2 separate regions of the Pan troglodytes genome follow, and region 2 is linked to region 1. Evidence: chromatin contacts called from public Hi-C data. All regions are on one chromosome and are shown on one strand. Each heading gives the region's core, a stretch centred on a gene start, on an enhancer-like site or on the middle of the called end of the contact. The rest is flanking DNA. Distances are from core to core; before and after follow the strand shown.

What was found. Hi-C and Micro-C count contacts between places; a contact is called where the count stands out from the background.
Region 2: a contact with region 1 is called in a Hi-C map of induced pluripotent stem cells, with 1.7 times the contacts expected there. The contact joins the promoter of LOC743172 here to the promoter of MICOS10 in region 1. A contact is called at or near these places in 2 of 7 Hi-C or Micro-C datasets (induced pluripotent stem cells and stem cell-derived neural progenitor cells), 1 of 1 datasets of contacts at active chromatin or transcription factors (stem cell-derived excitatory neurons) and 1 of 1 other capture datasets (stem cell-derived neural stem cells).

Annotation. Positions count from the first base shown.
Region 1 is chr1:211,603,716-211,610,212 of NHGRI_mPanTro3-v2.0_pri, forward strand. It overlaps MICOS10 (mitochondrial contact site and cristae organizing system subunit 10), which reads right to left and starts at 2,942. Exons shown (of 4, transcript XM_009449727.4): 1 at 2,764-2,942. The coding sequence starts at 2,827.
Region 2 is chr1:211,843,327-211,849,941 of NHGRI_mPanTro3-v2.0_pri, forward strand. LOC743172 reads left to right here and starts at 2,758. Exons shown (of 1, transcript XM_054680200.2): 1 at 2,758-5,376. The coding sequence starts at 2,878. The coding sequence ends at 3,918. CAPZB (capping actin protein of muscle Z-line subunit beta) reads left to right here. Exons shown (of 9, transcript XM_003307839.6): 6 at 1-21.

The sequences.
Region 1 (6,497 bases), core at 1,692-4,191:
ATGCAGAAAGCATGTGAAAAAGTCAACAGGCAACTCAAAACACCTCCAAGATAAAATGGAATCTCTCTAAGACATTTCACAGTTCTGACTCCACCTAAACCAGCCTCTTTGCACTGAAATTAGGATGCCTGGGTTCTAATCCCAGCTCCTCCACTTCTGGCTATTTAACCTCTCTGCGCTTCGATTTACTCCTCATAAAAATCCAACTTGACCTTTGCTTAAGTTCTTCTTCCATCCTACCTGACTATTCAATCCCAAGCCATTCTACAAAGGTCAGTTGAAGGCCCTTCCACACTCTTATTGAATGACCTCAGCCCATCCCTTCAGTCACTTAATATACAACCCTACAGCAAAAGAGTCTGAATCACTCATTTTAACTTATACCTGAGATCGTACATCACCTTGCCTCATTTAATTACTCCACATGTATATGCTGCACCCCTATCAACGTTCTACGCATGAGAGACAGAGTGACACTATTCACTGCCTCACGTGGTCTTCAGTAGCACAATAATATTAATATCAACAACTATTGGCTGGGCGCAGTGGCTCAAGCTTGTAATGCCAGCACTTTGGGAGGCTGAGGAGGATGGATCACTTAAGCCCAGAAGTTTGAGACCGGCCTGAGGAATATGGCAAAACACCGTCTCTACCAAAAAATACAAAAATAGTTGAGCATGGTGGCACACACCTATAGTCCCAGCTACTCAGGAGGCTGAGGTGGGAGGATCACTTGAGCCCAAGGAGACAGAAGTTGCAGTAAGCCGAGATCCCACCACTACACTCCAGCCTGGGTGACAGAGCGAGACCCTATTTCAAAAAATAAAAAACAACTACTATGAGTGTGGCACATGCCTGTAATCCTGGCATTTTGGGAGGCTGAGGCAGGAGGATCGCTTGAGCCCAGGAGTTAAGAGACCAACCTGGGCAACATAGGGAGACCCTGCCTGTATAAAAAAAATAAGTTAATTAAAAATAAATATAAATAAAATACATTAAAAAATTTTAAAAGCCAGTTATTATGACTACCATTACTGTATACATAAAGCACCAGGCACTGTGCTAAGTAGTTTATGTATTTTTCTGTCCTTTACTTTTTTTAATACTTTCAGGTAAATCTCTTTTGATCACCATTTCGTAGTTGAGAAAGAGACTTTACCCAAAGCTACAAAATTAGTAAGGATGGGCGAGAAGACTGAGAGTGGATGATTCGAACTCAGCTCTGTCTACCTCCAAAGCCCCTTCTTCTTTTTTTTTTTTTAAGGGAAGGGTCTCACTTTGTTTCCCAGGCTGGTCTCCAACTCCTGATCTCAGGCGATCCTCCCGCCTCGGCCTCCCAAAGTGCTGGGATTACAGGCCTGAGCCACTTCGCCCAGCTCAAAGCTCTTTCTTAACTATATGACATTGCCTAGTAACTACTTTGGTCATTTCATAGCTAGGTGTTAAGTCTTCTCTCTGAACTGCAAGCTGTTAACAGTAACAAAACAAAAGTGACTGTTTAGTCGCTTCCAAAATAACCCATTCCTAAGTGATCCATATTCAAGCCTTTACACAAACTAACTCATTTAATCCTCCCAACGACTCTATGAGATAGTAATAATTATTACTGCCGATTTCCAAATAGGAATCAGGCACAGAAAAGTTAAATAACTTGCCCCAAATCACTTGACTGTAAGTGCTGAATTCAGAGGTGAAATGGTAACTGATAAACTGTTTCATTTATTTACTCACTCTCAACAATTTTTATTAAGCACTCTTTTAGGGGCTGCGGATGGGGCAGTGACTAAACCAGAAAACATCCCTGCTCTCATGGAGCTTACAATCTTATTCCTCAATGTTTTCATTCAAAGACACGATCCTAAATCCTCTTAAATACCCTAACATTACCACACAAAAATATCACATTTGGGTAACAAAAATTAGCATCGAAGAAGGAACATGGGACTTGACCCCAGAAAACCTGGGTAAAATCCCTAATTTTGCCATTTGTTAGCTGTGACCGTGGGCAAATTCCTTCACCTGACTCTCCATTTCACGGCCTGTAAAAAGATTATTTCGCACAATGAAGACAATATACGCTCAATAAACGAGTTTCCTTTCTCCTCCCCACCATACAGTGACTTCATAATTTGTGCCGTCACTGAGCACGTGTTAAAGGACTACGCAGAAAAACTTAACGTGAACAACTTCTTACTTTCCAGCGCAATTCTCATTCCAGATCATCACCCCTCTAAGTTCAGGCCCCAGACTACTCTGATTCAAATAAATCAGGTGGCAAGTCGGGAATGACAGCAACTCGCATCAGGGCCTGGCGGTGTCTATGAAATGCTCCAGGTGACCTTCTCCAGAAGGCACTTTGGTTTCCGCCGGGGAGCAGCGTGGCCTCCTGAGCCGGTTCCCCGCCGCGTGCCGGGGGATGCACCACCCGGGAGGAGAACCCCGCGGCTCCGGCACGAGGGTGTGCCCCGACACTGTCTTCCACTCAAGAGCTCTGCGACTCTCCTGCCACCTGCCAACCCCGACCACCTCCTCCGGGCTGCAACTCCACCCCGCACACGGGCTGCTGCTCCGGCTCCTCGGGTCTGTGCCCGCCGCCCGAGTGACCTCCCGCCGGGGCCCGGGCGGCTCGCCCTGGCCGGAGGGGCCGGAAAAGGCCGAGAGGCCTGACCTCCCATGGGGCTTCCCTTCCTTCCTCCTGGGCAGCGCAGCCTGGAGCCAGCAGCTCTGCACCGGCCGGGCCTGCTGGGGCGAAAAGCCCCTTACCTATCTTCACGACCGCATCCGCCAGGCACCGGTCCCACTTCCTGCCGAGCTCCGACTCAGACATGTTCCCCACCCGCGCCTCCAGCTTTCCTCTCGGCCGGCCCCCGCGCTCCGACCCCTGAAAGTCTCGCGAGAGCTGGAAAGAAGTCCCAGGTCAGGAAGGCCGGCGCAGACGCTCCAGATATCGCGAGATGATCCGCTGCTTCCATCCCTTCCGGTTTTTTCAGTTGGTCGTCAAGGTGACGAGTTGCCTGGAGGCTCGAGGTGACCCTGACCTTGGGGCTGCGCCTATGGGTTGCGAGGCTGACAGTTTCCTAGGCGTCACCCCAAGCCGTGACCAGGCCTTTCCTCCGCACCAAAGTGCGACATTGGCCCTGGAAATCCCCCGGGCAAGAGAGGGTACAGACTTGATTTATTCATTCATTAACGTACTCACCTTCACTTTCCCTACTCACTCTCTCATTCGTTCACTGGTTTCTTGCATTGGAATTCCCGCCTGAACCACTAACACCGAAACTGCTCTGGGAAAGATTACCTACCGCCAAATCAAATGGACGCTTTTCTGACCTCTGTACCGCATTCCACACAATTTTCCCTCCCTCTGATCCTCCCTGGCTCCTCTATTCGTTTCACTCCCGGTAACGCCACTCTTTCCTCTTCTCCCCATCTGCTGTTGTCTGTTGGTTTCCTCCAGGGCGGCCTTTTCTCTGCCAGCTGTTTAAGGACTGTTGGTTCGCAAGCTTCCATCAATTCTCTTTTCACTGTACAGACTCTCCCTGAGTAATTGCAAACACTGCCAAATTATATCTCCAGGTAAAACGTCTACCTCAGGCCTCCTATCCATGTATATATTTACACACCCACCCACACACACACACACACACATACACATACATACACAGGGTGCCCTCTGTATCTGTGGGTTTTGCATCCATGGATTTAACCAACCATGGACCAGAAACATTTTTGAATCAAATAAAAAATAATGCAAAATTTAAAATACAGTACAACTATTTACCTAGGATTTACATTGTATTAGGTATTATAAGTAACCTAGAGATGATTTAAAGTATATGGGAGCCAGCACAGTGGCATGCGACCGTAGTCCCAGCTACTTGGGAGGCTGAGATGGGAGGATTGCTTGAGACTAGGAGTTCGACTTCATCTCTTAAAAAAAAAAAATTTTAAAAAAGGATATGTGAGCATGTGTGTAGGTTGTATGCAAATACCACGCCATTTTATATATGGGACTTGAGCATCCTGCATTTTGGTAACTGCGAGATCCTGAAACCAAATGCCCACAGCTATCAAGAGAGATTGTATATCCAGCCTACTGGCTAGTGTCATTGATTTTAGTCTTCCATCCTACCAACAAATAGAAATCTGACCACGTTATGCCTCTGATTAGAAGCTGTCAATGAAGGCCGAGAGCAGTGGCTCACACCTGTAATCCCAACACTCTGGGAGGCTGAGGCGGGAGGATTGTTTGAGGCCAGTAGTTCAGGACCAGCCTAGGCAGCATAGTGAGATTCCTGTCTCTACAAAAAATTTAAAAAATTAGCCAGGCTAATGTGATGTGTGCCTTTAGTCCCAGCTACTTAGGAGGCTGAGGTGGGAGGATCACTTGAGCCTGGGAAGTGGAGGCTACACTGAGCCATGTTCATGCCACTGCACTCCAGCCTGGGCATCAGAGTGATACCCTATCACAAAAGAAAAAAAAAAAAAAGCTGTCAATGACTCCCATTCATACACTGGATCTATCCAAGCTTCAACACTGCACTGATTCTAGGAAGCCTAGTCAGATAGAGCTTAGAGCTGCCTTCCCCTTCTCATTGTCCCACTACTCTGCCTACCCACATTGATTTCTCTATCTAGTACTGAAACATCTGGTTGTAGATATTATCTGCTAGTAGAACTAGAAGTTGCCCCTTCGTCTTCCTACTTCCAGTCAGAGCACAATGCCTTGGATAGTAGGGTCTTCTATGAAATATTTGTTGAACTGAATTGAATTTATTCACCTATTTATTTGTTTATTTATTTATTGAGAGAGAGTCGCGCTCTGTCACCCAGGCTGGAGTGCAGTGGCGCGATCTCGGCTCACTGCAACCTCTGCCTACTGGGTTCGAGCAATTCTTCTGCCTCAGCCTCCAAAATAGCTGGGATTACAGGCGCCCACCACCACGCCTGGCTAACTTTTTGTATTTTTTTAGTAGAGATGGGGTTTCGCCATATTGGCCAGGCTGGTTTCAAACTCCTGAGCTCAAGTGATCCACCCACCTTGGCCTCCCAAAGTGCTGGGATTACAGGCATCGTTCAACTATTTATTTGCAACTATGACAGCAAAACTCTGTTGTATCAGATCTTGCTACGACAGCCTCTTCCTTCAAGATAACTTCTATGACCACCCTTCCCTTCTCCTAGTTCTCTATTTTTTTTAATTATTCTTTTTTTTTTTTTGAGACAGAGTCTTGCTCTGTCACCCAGGCTGGAGTGCAGTGGCATGATCTTGGCTCACTGCAACCTCTGCCTCCCAGTTTCAAGAGATTCTCCTGTCTCAGCCACCTGAGTAGTTGGGATTACAGGCACGTGCCACCACCCCCAGCTAATTTTTGTATTTTTAGTAGAGATGGGGTTTCACCATGTTGGCCAAGCTGGTCTTGAACTCCTGACCTCAGGTGAACCACCCACCTCAGCCTCCCAAAGTGCTGGGATTACAGGCGTGAGCCATCATGCCCAGCCCTATTATTCCTATTCTTTAAATTTTTCTTTGCTTTTCCTTTTTTATAGAGGTGAGGTTTTGCTATGCTGCCCAGGCTGGTCTCGAACTCCTGGGCTCAAGCCATCCTCCCACTTTGTCCTCCCAGGGTACTAGGATTATAGGCATGAACCACCATGCCCAGCCCCTTCTAATTCTCATCACAGCTACTTATCAGATGATTTGTGTTTTTAATAATTGTTTGTAATTTTAACAATTATTTGTGTGTCTTTTGGATTTTGACTGTGAGCAAATTGAGAATGGAGGCCGTGCCATTTCTGTATCCCTAATGCTTAGCAGAGAGCTTGGTATATATTGGATTCTCAATAAATGCTTGTCGAATGGACATAAAAATTAATAAATAAGGCCAGGCACGGTGGCTCACACCTGTAATCCCAGCACTTTGGGAGGCCGAGGCGGGTGGCTCACAAGGTCAGGAGATCGAGACCATCCTGGCTAACACGGTGAAATCCTGTCTCTACTAAAAATACAAAAAATTAGCTGGGCATGGTGGCGGGCGCCTGTAGTCCCAGCTACTCGGGAGGCTGAGGAAGGAGAATGGCGTGAACCCGGGAGGCAGAGCTGGCAGTGAGCTAAGATGGCGCCACTGCACTCTGGCCTGGGCGACAGAGCAAGAATCTGTCTCAAAAAAAAAAAAAAAAGAATAAATATATGAACAAATGATTTAATTAATCAGAAAGAGAAAAAGTCCCTGTTGTGGGGAAACTGTGTAGTGTAACATTTCTGTTGAAAAAGAAAGGAAAATAAACTTCACTAAAATACCTATCACATGGCTGGGTGCCGTGTCTCATTCCTGTAATCCACTTTGGGAGGCCAAGGCAGGAGGATCACTTGAGCCCAGGAGGTCAAGGCTGTAGTGAGCCGTGATGGTGCCACTGCACTCCAGCCTGGGTGACAGAGCGAGACCCTGTCTCTAAATAAATAATACCTATGGTGTGTCATAAATAGCTGCAGGCAC
Region 2 (6,615 bases), core at 1,508-4,007, 240 kb after region 1:
GGAGGCAGCCTTACCAGACAGGTAGAGTTACCCGCTCATAGCCACTTGCCAGTGCCCACAGGTGCTGGCCTCAGTGCTGACCTGCAGAGATGAGTGAGCAGGTGCCCCATTTAGGGTAAGCATGTTCAGCCAGCTATAAATCCACCATCTAAGTAGGGCTTTGCATTTTCAAATAAAAGCTCTCTGGGCCTGCAAGGTTGCTCACAGCTGCTGGCACTCTGCTGGCCTCCTGCTGAGGGAGGCCAGGCGCTGGCCGTGGCTCCTCCTTACCCCTCAGGGCCCCGCACATCCCCATGCTTCAGCTCATGTTTTGCTGTGAGAAGTGGTGCTTGGCCCTGTTTGCCGTCTCTGTGGCCATGCCCAGCCCATCAGTCAGGCCAGCTCTCTGGGAGCAGCTTACCTGAGCTCAGAGTGTCTGCACCTTGCTGCCCTCAGCGTAGTCCAAGGACCAGCATCAGCATCACCAAAGAGCTTGGCAGAAAGGCAGAAATATCAGGTCCCACCCAGACCTAGCATATCAGGATCTCTATTTTCACAAAATTGCCCAGGTAATGTGTGCACATTGAAATTTCAGAAGTGCCCTACTGGATACCTCTCTCTTATCCATCTTTTGTTTGTGTATCACTAGCAACCCTTCTCCACGACGTTGTTCCTAGGTTCTGTCTAAGGCAAACTTGGACTTGGACTGGAAGGTACTGCCTCCCCTGAGCAAACTTGTCTGCCTTTCTACCTTAGATGCTCCCATAAGCATCTGGGTGGGTTTAAGAACCTTGTATAAAGGTCCATGTTCCGGACCCTTTACATTCCCATCCCAAGAGAAGGCCTTAATCTTGTGCTAGTGCAGTGCCACAAGATGCTTGGCGTAAAGGGGGAAGAGAAAGCATAGACCAAGCACAACTGGGTTTCACAAGGACCCCTCTTTGCCTTCGGAGAAGTCGGTATTGGCAGAAACGGCACAGCCTTGAGAGCCTCAGCGGGGCGCCACTTTCTGCAAGGATGCCCTTCCGTTCTCGGTTCCAGCAGTCCCTGACTGTCCACTGTGAGAATTCCTTTTAACATCAGAGATCTGTTTCGGTAAGATAATTATGCTCTCAATAGCTGTGGATAGAAAAAATATGACCGAAAGGATCGATGCAGTAAAATTTTTTTTTTTTTTTTTTTTTTTTGAGACAGAGTCTCGCTCTGTCACCCAAGCTGGAGTACAGTGGTGTGATCTCGGTTCACTGCAATCTCTGCCTCCCGGGTTCAAGCGATTCTCCTGCCTCAGCCTCCCGAGTAGCTGGGATTACAGGCATGCACCACCACGCCCAGCTCATTTTTTGTATTTTTAGTAGAGATGGGATTTCACCATGTTGGCCAGGCTGGTCTCGAACTCCTGACCTCAAGTGATCCGCCCACCTCGGTCTCCCAAAGTGTTGGGATTACAGGCATAAGCCACCACACCCGGCCCAGTGTAGTAAATCTTTTAAGTGAATTTGCATTCTACTAGTTACAACAACATCTACATGCATTGAAAAAATAGTGGCGCAAGGTGAATGTCAGCCGTCATACCTGGGACCCTCCCTCCACCTATAGAAGCTCCACTGCCTCTCCTGTGTCAGAGGGGCTGGAGGCCAGAAGGGATATTGCGGTCCTCTTTTTGGCCTCTGGGCAGGGATGTCACAGTCCCATCCCAGGACTACTCACTAGTGCACACGGGGGGCACTTAGCCTTTTTGCGTGGAAGTGGACTCCTATCTTCCAGGGGCCATTGGCTAGGGAGGAACAGCCAAACCCCCAGGCAGCCAGCTCCCCTGCAGCCTGACTCTCCCACATCCTGCCACCTGGGGACTGGGTGGAAAATCCTGAATCTGTATCCAGAGACTGCTTCCTGTATCACTTACCACTCCAGGCTGTTGATAATTCCACCCGGTTTACAGTGACCTGGACAAATATTTAATCCTCAGCCCTCCTAATAGTTTAAATCAGAGCTGTCAGCCCATGGCCAGAGTCTGGTTCCGGCTTGCCATGAGCAGTGTCTCCTGCCAAGCTAAACCCAGGCCTGATGAGTGCCTGTCCTCAGCACACCTTGGCCAGGGCTTCGGACTTGGTTCGCGTTGCCTTTTGCTCTGGGGGCTTTAATGAGGAAATTAATGCTCTGCCATCATTCTAACGGCCGATCACCACATCATTCATTTGAGGTGCATTAAAGCTGGGGCTGGGTTCCGATGTAAGTAACTACAGAAGGAGGAGGGATTGCAATGAGGTAGACAAATCTAAGTTAATGATGCACAGCTTCTGAGCAAACAGGGGAAGTGAGGGTTGCAGAGCTTGGCTACGGGTCCCAGAGGAGCCTTGGAAAAACGCCTGTGCTTGTTTGGATGGGAGACGAAGGGTTCTGGGAGAAGTGAGCAGATCAGTGAGCATGAACATGCATGGTTTGCAGGCTCTCCCCTTGGATTAGATTGTAACCAAGGTCAAGTTATTCTCATTTAACAGGTGAGGAAACTGAAGTTCAAACTTAAATAATTTGCCCATATAATTTAACCAGTAAGAAGCAAAGCTGGGATGTGAACCCAGATTTGCCTGGTGAGAAAAAAATATGCTACTTTATACCACGCCACAACTGTTTTGGTCTTAATTCGTCCTCTGTGCCTGCCATTCGGTGACTGCTAAATAGTCAGATGGAAGTGCATGGAGCAGTCAGCTCAGTGTAGACAGGACTCTGTCTCAGCAGCCGGCATGAGCAGCTGCAGTGGACCTGTAGCCTCAGGAGCAAGCAGGCCCCGCAAGCAGGATCAACCCTGCAGAGCCGCACACGGGGTCAAGGCTCCCCAGGTGTGTGCTGAGCAGCGCTGCCCTCTGGGCCCCTCCCGCAGGTGTGCCTTTGTCTTTCAGGATGATCTCCTGCTGGAAGCCACTTGGCCACTGGGGTGTGTTCACTACTAGAGGCTGTCAGGAGGGCTTTGAGGTTTCTAGGGAGTCCAATGATCTGATTGGATCTGTGTTTTCAGAAGGTGGCTCTGCCAGTGGGCTTGGGGGATGGGTGGTCAGGGGGAAGCTGTTACAGTCATCAAGGAGAGAGATGACAAGGGCCTGGATCAGGCAGCCCTGGGAGGGTCAGAGGGGACAGCCCTGCAGCAGAGAGGTCAGTGAAGAAGCTAGTGTCAGTCTGAGGCATGAGGTGGCAAGGGCAGAAACAGAAGGGCAGGGGAAGAAGGGCAGGCTGGGAGGCATTCTGGAGTGGAGTGGTCAGGGGCTGGACGACCAAGATATGAGATGGGGGTCAGATGAGAGCCCCTCACTCGAGTTCCTCCTTACACAGTCCTTACAGCAACCTGGGCCTGGGTTTTTCCTCTGGAAACCTGGCCTCATCCAGGTCACCCACGCTCACATGCCCTTGCCCCACGTGTGTCAGGAAGGAAGGCTGCTTGGTTTTGGAGCTGTCTCCCCAGGCCCACAGTGCCAGGCCCTAGCCCCAAGAGCCATCCCAGCCAGCATCAGCACCCTCAGCAAGGCCCCATGGGTCCTCAGCTTTCCCAGGGTCCTGTGGCCCAGCCTGCCTCACCCCGGCAGCAGCGGCAGCTGCCCTTCCCTGTGTGTGGCCCCGGGCGCACCCTTGTCTTCCTGTTTCCCACGGCCCATCTGGAGAAGGCCGCCAGCTTTGGCTTGCTGGCACCTCGCAGGGGTCCCTTCCGTGGGCACATCAGGCTATGCCCTGTGCCCACTCGTGTCCCAGTGTAGGCGGCTGGTGGTAGGCCAGTGGCCGGGGCAGAGCGCCACTCTCCTGGGCATGTGGCCTGCCAGCCAGCCAGAACACAGCCAGACCAGGCGATGCTGCCTCCACCTAGCCCTGCCTCCATCATTTTCGGCTTTTATTTCTCCCACCTCCAACCACCAAAAGATGTTTCTCAGGGACGTCAACTGGAAGACAAGGTAAACAGCTAAAGTCTTCTGGCAAATTCCCGCAGCAGTGAGGCTGTCGGAGTGAAGGTGAGCCGCAGGCCGGCCGGATCATACCTTCCTGCCCAGGCTTGTGGATGTGTGTGAGGAGAGGCGGGCAGAAGGTACCCTCTGACACACTGCCACGTGGCCCCCCATGGGAGGGTTGTAGAGCAAGTGAAAAAAGGTTGCAAGCCCCAAGTTCCAAAATGTTGAAAAGGAAGTTGTACTGAGAGGTCACTTCTCCTGTGTGACAGCAGAGACGTGGGAAAGAGGCGAGATTGTAAATGTCTGGAAAGAGATCCAAGGTTTCCCATCCGGGGAAGGGCCCTGCAGATGTTCGTTTGATATTTTCTCAGCTTCTAAATATTTAGAAATGAAGGTGGAATGTTTTGTTGAGTGGGGAGATCAGGCAGGTCATTGGCTAGTGAGCAGTCTCTCCCCACTCAGCAGTAGACACCCCCAATATATCTTCAGGCAGTAAATCCCCAGTAGAGGCACTTGCCTGTGTATCCTAGCAGGAACATCCTCTTTGACTTGCGTTTGGCAGTTAGGCCAGGCAGTATATTTTTGTCACAGGGAAGAAGCCCATTGCCCTTCCAGATGCAGGGAACAAAGGGTGGGCCGGGCCCAGCTTGGCAGTTCCAGGAGTGCACGCTCGCTGGGGAGGCCTGGCTGCAGCTGCACACACGCTCCTCGTGTCCTGTGGGGTTGCCTGGGTTCAGGGGTGGAGATGCTTGAGCAGCGCAGCTTCAAGGGGCGGCTGGGTTTTTGCCAGATGACCTGGGGTGGAGTGACCAGTGCCTGGCTGAGAAGGAAAGCTGGCCTGAGACAGGCTCCCCACAACCATCCCGTGCTGTGAAGGGCGGAAACAGGAGACGAAGGGACTGGAGATCCCTGGCAGGAGGCGGCTGAGGCAGGGATGGACCCTGCTCAGGTTTTCTGAGCCCTGGATTGTGGTTTGTCCTTCAGTTTTCTGGTAAAGGATGTATATGAAATTGAGCCAGCAGAGAGATCTCATAAAAGGAAGCAGGTTTCAGAATCACCCAGACCTTGATTCAGATCCTAGCTCAGGAACTTTCCAGCTGTGTGACCTAGACAGACCGCCACCTCTTTGAACTCAGTGTTGATAATGCCCATTTTGAAAGATAATAGTTCCAGCACTTTGAGAGGCTGAGGCAAGAAGATTGCTTGGCCAGGGGTTCGAGACCAACCTGGGCAACAGTTGCACTGCCCCCCCACCCCTTCACCCCTCCCAACAAAACAAAAAGTTACCTGGGTAGGGTGGCATCTGTGGTCCTAGCTTCTTGGGAGTCTGAGATGGGAGGATCACTTGAGCCCAGGAGTTTGAGGTTATAGTGAGCTATGATTGCACCATTGCATTCCAGCCTGGGCAGCAGAGCAAGACCCTGTCTCTAAAAAACATAATAAACAAATGTTATTTAAAAAAAAAAAATGGAAAGATCGGGCGCAGTGGCTCATGCCTGTAATCCCAGCACTTTGGGAGGCCAAGGCAGGTGGATCACGAGGTCAGGAGTTCGAGATCAGCCTGACCAACACGGTGAAACCCCGTCTGTACTAAAAATACAAAAATTAGCTGGGTGTGGTGGCATGCACCTGTAATCTCAGCTACTCAGGAGGCTGAGGCAGGAGAATCGCTTGAACCCAGGAGGCAGAGGTTGCAGTGAGCCAAGATCGCGCCATTGCACTCCAGCCTGAGCGACAGAGCAAGACTCCACCTCAAAAAAAAAAAAAAAAAAAGGAAAGATCATTGTAGAGTAGAAACAAAAAACTGTTTTACACACAGTTTTATGCTCAATAAATAATAACTTTTGCCAGGCGCGATGGCTCATGCCTGTAATCCCAACACTGGGAGGCCAAGGCAGGCAGATCACTTGCGCTCGAGAGTTTGAGACCAGCCTGGGCAACAAAGTAAGACCCCATCTCTCTACAAAAAATACAAAAATTAGCCAGGTGAGGCAGCAGTGTGCCTGTAGTCCCAGCTATTCAGGAGGCTGAGGTGGGAGGATGGCCTGAACCTGGGAGGCCGAGGTTGCAGTGAGCTGTGGTGACAACACTGTGCTCCAGCCTGGGCAACACAGCCAGACCCTGTCTCAAAAATAAAAATAAAAACAATAACTTTTACTGCTACTACCATATATCTTGCAAGGAGAGGCTTTTTGAATATGTACAATTCTAGATTCAAAATTTTCCTAAACTGGGCAACCGTAACTTTCCCCGGGAGGCCGTCTGACCACCTTCTTCTGGCCTGGCTGCATGCCGGGTCCTGACCTCCAACCCACAGCACAGTGTGGTGACCAGGAGGATGCCAGAGGCCAGAAGAGTGCTGGGGATGGAGCTGTGCTTTGACAATCGGTGAGAGCTGCCATTCTGGCAAGTCCTGCTCTAGGCCTTTTGTGTACATTTGTTTATTTAGTGCGAGGTGAAGGCAAAGAAATGGAGGCCTAGACAAGCCCAGGCCCTTTCCTCTCGGGCTGCGGCACAGGAGCTGCGGGGCCTCAGCGCTGGTGAGTGGGGCCCATGCCTTAGGGCCACGCCCTGCGGGTCGCGCTAGAAGATCCCGCGTGGCAGTGGGAGGTGTAATATATCCCCTCTGGGGGAAAGGCTGCCAGCTTCCAAACACTTGCCTGTGTTAGGGCCATGGGGAGGAGGAGAGGCGCCTGCTGGGGACACA